Linked DNA regions of Eptesicus fuscus: region 1 is linked to region 2. Evidence: chromatin contacts called from public Hi-C data. All regions are on one chromosome and are shown on one strand. Each heading gives the region's core, a stretch centred on a gene start, on an enhancer-like site or on the middle of the called end of the contact. The rest is flanking DNA. Distances are from core to core; before and after follow the strand shown. Region 1 holds the start of LOC103300583 (cytochrome c oxidase assembly protein COX18, mitochondrial). Region 2 holds the start of ANKRD17 (ankyrin repeat domain 17).

What was found. A called contact is a pair of places that touch in the nucleus more often than the background predicts.
Region 1: a contact with region 2 is called in a Hi-C map of muscle, with 4 times the contacts expected there. The contact joins the promoter of LOC103300583 here to the promoter of ANKRD17 in region 2. A contact is called at or near these places in 2 of 2 Hi-C or Micro-C datasets (liver and muscle).

The regions. Positions count from the first base shown.
Region 1 is chr2:71,757,071-71,762,159 of DD_ASM_mEF_20220401, forward strand. LOC103300583 (cytochrome c oxidase assembly protein COX18, mitochondrial) reads left to right here and starts at 2,568. Exons shown (of 6, transcript XM_054728462.1): 1 at 2,568-2,978; 2 at 3,982-4,082. The coding sequence starts at 2,637.
Region 2 is chr2:71,583,214-71,588,214 of DD_ASM_mEF_20220401, forward strand. ANKRD17 (ankyrin repeat domain 17) reads left to right here and starts at 3,246. Exons shown (of 33, transcript XM_054728438.1): 1 at 3,246-3,810. The coding sequence starts at 3,391.

The sequences.
Region 1 (5,089 bases), core at 1,318-3,817, 170 kb after region 2:
CAGGACACCAAATGAGCCATGCAGACCAGTAGATTTAAGCAAAAGTTGAAAATGTACTTCAAGCAGATTCAGACTCCCCACAAGGGGAGGGGGACCCAATAATGAGCTGCCCATTAAAGCCTTATAGTCCAGGGGTATATATTTGCTACACGCCTGTTTCTATATCTGTGTCGTCACCTGATTGATTCCTTCAATTGTTCTTGCCCAGCAATGGACCTAAACTTTCCCTGTTTCTATGTGTTTGTACTTCTTGTTGCTACAGGTCCTCCCTTGTTTTCCCATGCCTCCCATTTTGAATCCAGAAACATTTTATTATTCCTGCTTGGTTGGTTCCTGTGGTTAGGCTGGCTCAAACTGCCATATCTGCCCCTGCCTGTTTCCCCTGCCTTTGTTTTCCACTGGACCCCTGCCCTATCTGCCTGCATTTTAAGTTAACCCTTTCACTAGTATATCAGTGGTCTTGTGGTTTGGACCCCCTGACCTTTCCTACCTAGAGATAATATCTAGACCTCAGTTGTATTTTAGCTCAAGGCCTAAAACAGCAAAACCAGAGGAGCAAAGCCATGGCTGACTTCAGGACCAGCTGCATTGAAAAATGACCCCCTGCCCTGGCACCAACCAACTAATCAGTGGAGACAGGACCCTGAAAGGACAGACCAGGAAAGCTGCTGAAGGTTCTATTGAGATCTCCCTCTGGGACCTCCCCTAAAATCTCCACCCTTGAAACCCTGAGGACAGGGGACCCAGAGGGCTCTCCCTCCCAGGAGCACACCTTGGCCTCCTCCTGCCCCCTGTATCCCCTTTACTTTCCTCACTTCTAAGCTCCAAGGGCCCTTCCTTTACTTCTGTAACTTGTTTCCTAAGCCTAATTTCTCGTACAAATTACTTATTCCACCTCCATGATTTTATAAATGTTCTCTTATAGTTTGAGTCTTCGCTCTGAATTCTGTCATAGCCAGAACCCAAGAACCAAGGTCGCTGAACCCAAGTATGGCCTGACCCCAGAGGTCTAACACCTGTGCCCTTCCCGCCACCCCCAACAGTACTTACTAGTTGCTGCAATTTGACATTACCCCAACATTTATCAGAGGCTTCTTTGTTTTGATTAACATTTTATTCCACAAAACACAATTTGGCCCCTAAGTCTAGTGGTGACCCTTCTGTGGAAAGTCCTTCATTGTCACTCCAGTTTACTGTTACCAGCAACAATACTAAAAATTAGTCCATGAAGATTTGGTGTATTCCTTTTAACCAGAAGACACCTAATGTTGCTGTTCAGACTGGAAAGCTTACACAGGATAATGTAAGCTCTAGTAAATTCACCGTATTGCCAGTGATAATTCCTCTTAACTCAGGAAATGGTATTTGACCTTCAATATAAGTTTTGCTATGTTGATGAAAGGGGCCACATGCTAACCTGACAAGCTCAGGGAAGGCCTGCATGGTGGTCTTGCAAACCCAGAGACCTAAAGTAACCACAAAGGATGGTCTGAAATTAAACTTTAACTGAAAGTAGTTATGGTGGGCAGTTATGTCTTAGGCCGGTATCTTCACTGACAAGGTCAACCTCTACCTTAACTGAGCCTGTCTGTCTTTTTACATCTATGATAACATATCCTTGAAATGTCTGGGTAACTTGTAACTTCCCTTTTTTCCAGACACCTCAGGCCACAACCAAATGCCCTGGGCACCAGGATGGGAGACCACAAGCTCCTTCATTGTTACTGTTATGTTAATTGTTTACGGTTAACTATCTCCTCCCAGAGGTTTCCCTGCTTTGCTTTCTCCCACTCTATCACCAATAGATTTCATGTAACCCACCCAATCAATGTATAAAAATAGACGAAAAACAGCCATTCTCTGGAGCATTACCCCAATATTTGAAATTTACTTCCTGGAAATTGTCCAGTTTGGTTCAAATAACCTCACAAAAATTCTTTACAGGTCTGGATATTTTTATGTTAATAGCTATGTATTAGAAAAGATAAAGCGAAGGAAACTCAGTTTGCAGGTGGGGTTAAAAATTCTAACTGGAACAAATGAGCCCAGACTGAACGAACTGTGCCTGGTACATAAGCGGTGCTGATTAAAGCAGGATTGGTCAGAAACACATGGCTCTCTCCAAAGTGGCATTTCAGCCACGTGTAGGCTCTGGCAGTATAATCTAGCTCCTAGCGGAAGCAATCAGGATGCACCTAAAGAGGTGGGAACCACATTATGGCCACAACCTCCCCCCCCCCCACCCCCCCAAGCTTAATCCATTAAAATGACACAATTCGGTTAGGTAAAAAAAAATAATGAAAAGGCACACGGTGAAGACTGACTTTAGAAAGGCCCCGCCTCTGCACTTCCGGTCCAGCCTCTGAGCAGGTCCACGCCAGCAGCGGGAAAATCTCCTGCGTGCGCAGTAGGCCTGCCCAGTGCCGCGTGGGGAAGGCGGGACTTCCCCATCTTCTACGTCATTTCCAGTGCGACGCGAACGTCACTGACTTGACCGGGAAGGTCAACGGTGGCTGAGGGCGGGCGCGCGCCCACCGGACGCTCCCGGGTCGCCGACGCATGCGCGCGGGGTCGACGGACCTGTACCTGCCGCTAGCTTGCGAAGCCCGCCTTTCGGGCTCAGCCCTGGCGCACACATGCTGTGCCGGCTTGGCGGTAGGTGGCTGCGGCCGCTGCCTGGCCTGCAGCCTGGAGCCTGGGGCCCGCAGTTTGCTCCGGTCCCGACCTGCGGTGCCAAGCCCTCGGCTCTGCCGGCGTGGGCGGTGGCCTCTGTGTCTGCAGTGAACCCGGGCGGCGCCGGCGGCTGGTACGAGGCGCTGGCCGCTTCGGCGCCTGTGCAAGGCGCGGAGGAGATGCTGCTCGCCGCGCACGGCGTCACGGGCCTGCCCTGGTGGGGCAGCATCCTCTTCACCACCGTGGCCCTGCGCGGCGCCGTCACGCTGCCCCTAGCGGCCTACCAGCACTACATCCTGGCCAAGGTGAGGGGCGCCGCGCCGCGCCCGGAGGCGGCCGGCCTCAGTAAGATACGGCGGACCGCCGGAGTGCTTAGGGTTCCTGGTCGTGACCACTTCCGTGCCCGGAAGGTGGCCTAGCATTGGATGTGAGGAGTAAGAGATGGTTAGTGATACAGGCACCAGCCATCTCGTTTACCCTACTGGGTTTGTGCGCAAAGCAGGAGCGGTGACTAACCTTGTTAGAGAAATGAATGAGGAGCAGAAAAGTTAAGGCAGTGAGTTACTTTACAGAATCAACACGGGGCAGATAAAAATGCACAATTTTGGGGGTTGCTGTCACAGAAAAAATTAACGATTTAACTAATACACTTCTATTTCCTCAGTTTCCGGTACTGGGAAAGCCGGGGATGAAACATGAAAGTGCAGGTGCAGTTCTCGTTTAATCCTTACAATAACCCTGTGAAGTAGGCACTGTTGCACGTTTTATTTACGAGGGAACCGGATCCTAGAGGTGAAGTAACCTGCCCAATGGCACGTAGCTTAAGTGTATAATCCGGAATTTGGATTTGGTTGTAACAGGATATCTTAAGCAATTTAACATCTTATGCTTAGACTTAAGGTTTTTTGACATGCTCAGTAAACCATATATATATATTTTTAATCCTCACCCGAGGATATATTTTTTTCCCATTGATTTCAGACACTGTGGGAGGGAGGGAGGAGGTGGGGAGAGAGAGAGAGATGGAAACATCAGTGGGAGAGAGAAACATCGATTGGTTGCCTCCCAAATGCAGCCTGGCCTGATGGGCTGGGGATGGAACTGGCAACCCAGTACATGCCCTGACTAGGATTGGGACTCAGAACCTTCCAGTGGGAACCGGACGGCACTGTAATTCCCTGAGCCACTCTGGCTGGGCAGTAAACAAAAATTGTAAATGAGTTGAGGGAATAGAAAATAAAACTATGAGTGGTTATAAATAAAGATCCTTTATGTGCTCATAACAAATTCTACTTTTTCTTTAGCTAGGTGGAAAATTTGCAACCAGAAATAAAAAATATTGCCCAACACCTTAACCATGAAGTTGCAGTTCGTGCAAAACAGTTGGGGTGGTCCAAAAGAGTTGCCAGGTAAGATAATTCTGTGCATATAAGACCATGAAAATATATGTATATAATGTGAAAGTGATTATGTTAATTATAGGCTTGAGTATTCTGTAGCTTTAGCAGCAAAGTAGTTCTTTTCTTTAATATTTTAATAAGTTTATGTGGCATGGTAGTTTTATTTTTTATTTATTGATTTAAGAGAGAGAGGAAGTTCCCCTTATTTATGTATTCATTGGTTGGTTCTTGTATAGGCCCTGACTGGGGATCAAACCTGCAACCTTGGTGTATTGGGATGACGCTCTAACCAAGTTACCCAGCCAGGATTGGCATAATTTAGGGTGTCCCAAAAAAATGTATACACACACTTTGAATAATTATAAAGGCAGTATTTATAAAAATACATTTGATTTTCAAAATTGAGCTATCAGCTGTTAAACTAGACATTTTTTGGGGACACCTTGTTTTATATGCTGGACTGAAAGCAAAGAAATGGAGAAACAAAGATAAGGGCAAGTTTCTTATTCTTTTATTTTTTTAAATATATTTTTATTGATTTCAGAGAAGAAAGGAAAGGGAGAGATAGAAACATCGATGAGAGAGAAATATTGATTGGCTGCCTCCTGCATGCTTCCCACTGGGGACCGAGCCTGCAACCTGGGCATGTGTCCTGACTGGGAATCAAACTGTGACCTTCTGGCTCATAGGTTGATGCTCAACCACTAAGCCACTGGGGCCAGGCAAGTTTCTTTTTTTAAAATATATATTTTATTGATTTTTCACAGAGAGGAAGGGAGAGGGAGAGGGATAGAGAGTTAGAAACATCAATGAGAGAGAAACATCGATCAGCCGCCTCCTGCACACCCCCCACCGGGGATGTGCCCGCAACCAAGGTACATGCCCCTGACCGGAAACGAACCCGGGACCCCTCAGTCCGCAGGCCGACGCTCTATCCACCGAGCCAAACCGGTTTTCGCCCAGGCAAGTTTCTTATTCTTAAAGAGACCCCACCCTACTCAAAAGACCTGCAATCA
Region 2 (5,001 bases), core at 1,996-4,495:
CTGGGGCCTTCCCGCTGCCAGCCGGGGCCTTCCTTCGTTCCGTGCCTTCCCCTGGTGGTCAGTGCATGTCATAGCAAGCAATCAAACTCCTGGTCGAACTCCAGAGGGGACACTTTGCATATTAGCCTTTTATATATAGATTTGCTTCTTGTAATTACTCCCAAAGTTCTTTCTTACATAATTGCCAAAACTGAATTACTTCTTTGCTTCCTTGCCCATGTCAATTTCTCTAAAACATCATCCCAGCCAACATAATGATCTTGGATGGGAAGGCCAAAGCTTTCATTTGATCTTTGATCCAGAACTAAATCTTAAAAGAAATTGTACTCAAGGCCTTTTCGTTTCATTTTTTTTTACCATTTGAGGTCTAGAAAATGTCATCTTTACTAATCCTTCCAAATTTCTTATGCACTTTAATTTCTGTAATTATTTCCAAAGCTTATCTCTTTAGTAAAATCTATCTAAAAGTAAAATTCAAAATACACTATAACTTTGAACTATTTCCTCTGGACTACAGCCTCAATAGATAGGTGTTATGCTTTCCAATTATCACAGGTAACAGTTTTACCAATTATTTTGCCACTGCAAAGCATGGGTTTCCTTCTTCCAGCCTCTGATATCAGTTCTTTAACATCTGCTGTATCATCACTAAAACAATACAACATATTTTAGGTAATTGTCTTAGAAGTACCCCACTTCTGATACCAATTTCTGGATTAGTTATGGTCATTCTAGTTCTTGTAAGATATAAATTCTCAAATCTTAATTTTCTCTCCTATAAGAAGTCCAAAAGGAGTGTTTTCTAATTTTGGATGTGGTTGTCTTCCAAGTAGTGATTTAGTCACATATGCTCCTTCTCTCTTCTGGCTCCGACATCTCCAACATATAGTTTTCAAGGTTTCCATACTCATTAGCTTCAATCTGATGGAGAAAGATGACGGGAAAGGGAGGACCCTATTAAGCCTGGAAATAAGCATATCATGTCCATTCATATTTCGTTGACTAAAAGTCAACCACATGGCAAGGAAAATTGGGAAATTTATTCTAGCTGTATATCCAGGAAGAAGAAATAAGTATCATGAATGTCTGGTCTAGTCTCTGTCACAAGGTTCTAAAAAGAAAAAAAATGCTAGATAAAAATAACAGAAAGTCACTCCAATCTATTAAGTTTGACCTCATCCTACTAGTGCCACCAAGATAATTTCACTGCTATATAAAAGAGCAATAACTCATTTTCTTTTAAATAATGGCATTACTTTAAAGAGAGTATTTTTGATAGCGTAATATGTACAGAATTTAGAATTAAGAATGAAATTCAGATAGCAAAAAGAGACATTGAATGTAGAGTATTTTTTAAAGCCTGACTGTGAAGGAAATCGAGTGGAACCAGAAATGTGGAAGATTAAAGACAGAAAGATAATAAATGGAAGAGAAAGATGGAATGGAACCAGGGAACAGATGAATAATTCATCTGACATAAGAACGGGGAGTATCTCATTCCTCTGATACTGGAGAAAAGCAAAGAAGTATCTAATTTTCTAGCATTTGGAAAATTGAAGGAGTTTGTGCCTAACACCATTAATTTTCTTGTAAAGTTTGAAGTAAAGTCATATAATGCAATATGGCCAGAATTTAAAGACTGTAAAAAGTATTCTGGTGGGAAGGGAGATAAAGGTGCTGAAGGATATGCAAAGTAGGAGGGAGAAATCCAGCTGAGGTTAATAGAACTTAAATTTGTAGTGGTAAGATAAACAATGTTCCCTACTGTTTTGCATAGGAACTCAGCTACCGCTGTAGGAGAGGAACAGGCAGATGGTTAGTACTTGGTGCGTAAACTTACTATAGCACTCATTACACTATAAAGCCTCTGGAAGCCAACTTTGATTTCCTAAACTATCCACACAGTAGGCACATGATGAATTTTTGCTTGAATGGACTGATTCAGTCATTGCCAATTCTGCCATAGTACTCTATACAGTGACTGGCAACTGCCCACATTTCATTCGGTATGCTAATGTTAAAAAGAAAAAAAAAAAAAACTCCAAAAAATTGCTAAACTTAGCAGTCTTAAGATGACAACTATGTCAGCTGAGACATACTTATCTTGTGCCAGTACATCTGCCTTTGATGTTTGCTTCATTTACCTTATGCCACTGTGCTTTTACTGGATCAGAAAACGGTAATTCCGTGTTTAATAAACCACGCCATTATTTCGAAAGTCCTGGAGGTTCTTTAGACACCAACCATAACCTCACAACCCCCATCACAATATTCCTTCAAAGAGGTGCAGGGACACGGTTGAGTGTTTATGATGCACCCTTCACAGGGAAAAGCTGACTCGGTGAAGGGTGGAAGCACTAAACCGGGGGTCCTCCCGTGAATCGTCTGCAAAGTCTGGCCCCGATCGATCTTGTTTTCTTCTCCCCTTTGGAACTTTCAGCTTTGTCGTGATCACACATCACCTAATCGAACTCCTCCATATTACACAAGCGTAAACTCAGGTTCAGGAAGTGTGGCCCGAGACTTAAACCAGGCAAAGAGGGCTCTCTCCCTTACCCCAGTGCCATCTCTCAAGAGCCAAAGCGCTAACTTACGATTTGGCCGCGAGTGGCGGGGGGGGGGGGGGGGGGGGGGGGGAGGGGAAGGAGGCAGGAACGAAACTGTGCACAACAGTGCAAAACGAGGCCCCATCTCCCGGATCTGGAGGTCCGGGCCTCCCGCTAACCCAGTGTCTGGACCGCGCTTCCGCCCCAGCGCCGACCCGGCCGGGAGCCGCTCCTCGCAGCCCGGGCCACACGCCGAGGCGCAGCCAGCCCGGGGGAAGCCGGGCACTGGCCCTTGAAATCTCCCTTTCGTCCACGCGCGCGCCACCGTCCGGGCGCCGGCTGATGGCGTCACGAATACTTCCGCCCGCGGCGGCGTTCAGGGCTCAAGTGGGGAAGGAAGACGGGACGGCTGAGTGCAGGGAGTGAGGGAAACAGCGAGGAGAGAGAAGAAACTGGGGCACTCGCGGGCGCCACGGCAGTGTCCGCGGCCCCGCTCTGTCCCCCTTCGGAAGTCGTCCGAGGCGCGCTGCCCTCGCTGCACGGTAGTCTCCTCTCCTCCGAGTGTCCCGACACCCGGGTCTTCCTGTACGTCTCACCGCCCCCCCGCCCTCCTTGCTCCCTTACGCTCTCTCCTCCCTCCCTTCGCCAGGCTCCCCGCCCTTAGTATCGCGAGACGAGGTGAGAGCTGGCGGAGCGGCGGCGGCGGCGGCGGCAGTAGAGGTGACCGAGGCGGTGGCGGCGGAGGCGGCACCGAGCGCTGTGTTGGCCCCGGTGCAGCCGAAGTCGCGGTAGAGCGTAGCCCCCACGCCCCTCCCCCGTCCGCGCCCTCCCTCTTTCCCTGGGGATGGAGAAGGCGACGGTTCCGGTGGCGGCGGCGGCGGCAGCGGCGGCTGCTGCTGAAGGAGAAGGGAGCCCCCCGGCGGCGGCGGCGGCGGCGGCGGCTGTGGCGGGCCCCCCCGCGGCGGCGGCGGCGGCGGCGGAGGTCGGCGGCGGCGGCGGCGGGGCTCGCTCGGCCTCTTCTCCTCGTGGGATGGTGCGAGTCTGCGACCTGCTCCTCAAGAAGAAGCCGCCGCCGCCGCAGCAGCAGCAGCAGCACCACAAGGCCAAGCGAAACCGGACTTGCCGACCCCCCAGCAGCAGCGAAAGCAGCAGCGACAGCGACAACAGCGGCGGCGGCGGCGGCGGCGGAGGCGGCGGCGGCACCAGCAGCAACAACAGCGAGGAAGAAGAGGACGACGACGACGAAGAGGAGGAGGTTTCTGAGGCAAGGGCCTGCTTTCGAGGGAGGAGGGAGGAAGGGACCGTAAAGGGTAGGGGCCGAAGGTGGGAGGGCACTTGCGGTGGGACAGATTCCTGCGGGTTGATTTATCTTAGGGGACCAGGCTTCCCCTGCCCTCTTTCTTTCCCCGGCCTAAATCGTGAGGTGTGGGGCTGTGGGGGAGGGTAGCTGACACGTGGGGGTGGGAGGACCTCAGAGTCCACGGAGTTAGGGAACAGTTCATTACCCTGGGATGGGAAAAATTGGTTAGATTCCCTATTGGCAACACCCGGTGGGGTCGGCCTGGGGCGGGGGCGGGAGCAAACCTGCAGGAGGAAGATGATGGATAGGCGAGTCTCTGGGGGAATGACTGGAAGTTGGTAAATTTCTCCCCATTGTGAGGCTCGAGGAGCAGTTTTGGGGGGGAGGTAAGCTTGTAATGGATTTAGAGTTGTGTTTGTGTATGTGAGAGGCACGTGAGAGGCTGTACTTTTCCATATTCTGCCACAGGTTTTTTTCGTAATTGTGGCTGCCGAAGTAACCTTCACTTCCTCCATATTTCAAGGCTTTTGCATAAACTGATCTTATGTCCATATACATTTATGTAAAATGCAGAGGATGAAAAGTACATTTGATGCTTGCATTGTGCATTCACATTACCTCTTCAAGTGCTTCCTTAGTGAGGAAGAATTAGGTTATGTTTTCCAGATGATATGGGGCAACTAAAGTGCCTACTTGGAGCCAGGCTTGGTTGTGGTGAGTTGGAATAGGAAGGCCTCTTGGTTTGTCCTAGTGATCTGGTTTCATAACTGTTTGTAATTTTTCCTGGGTCCACAGACAGGCGGCGTTGCAGGACCTCGTTCTTCACAGGAGGCCGTGTAACCCCAAAGTTCAGTAAAACATACCATGCTGACAACAAACTTAAGGGTTAGCCTTACTGGTTAGCAGGTTTTCTTTTCTTTTTTCTTTTCTTTTTGTAACTCTTGTGCACTCTCTGAAATGGAAGCTAGGAAATTTTGATATGAGTAAAGAAGTTGTAATTTAAGGCAGCTGAAGGAAAACAGCTTTCAAGTCTGGTTATAAATTTAGTTATGAGAGAACAACTGAATTGTCTAGAAATACCACTTGCCAATTATTCTGTTTTGCAAACATAGAGCTTAACTTGGTGCAAGGCTGTTTTTTCTGAAAATTGCATTA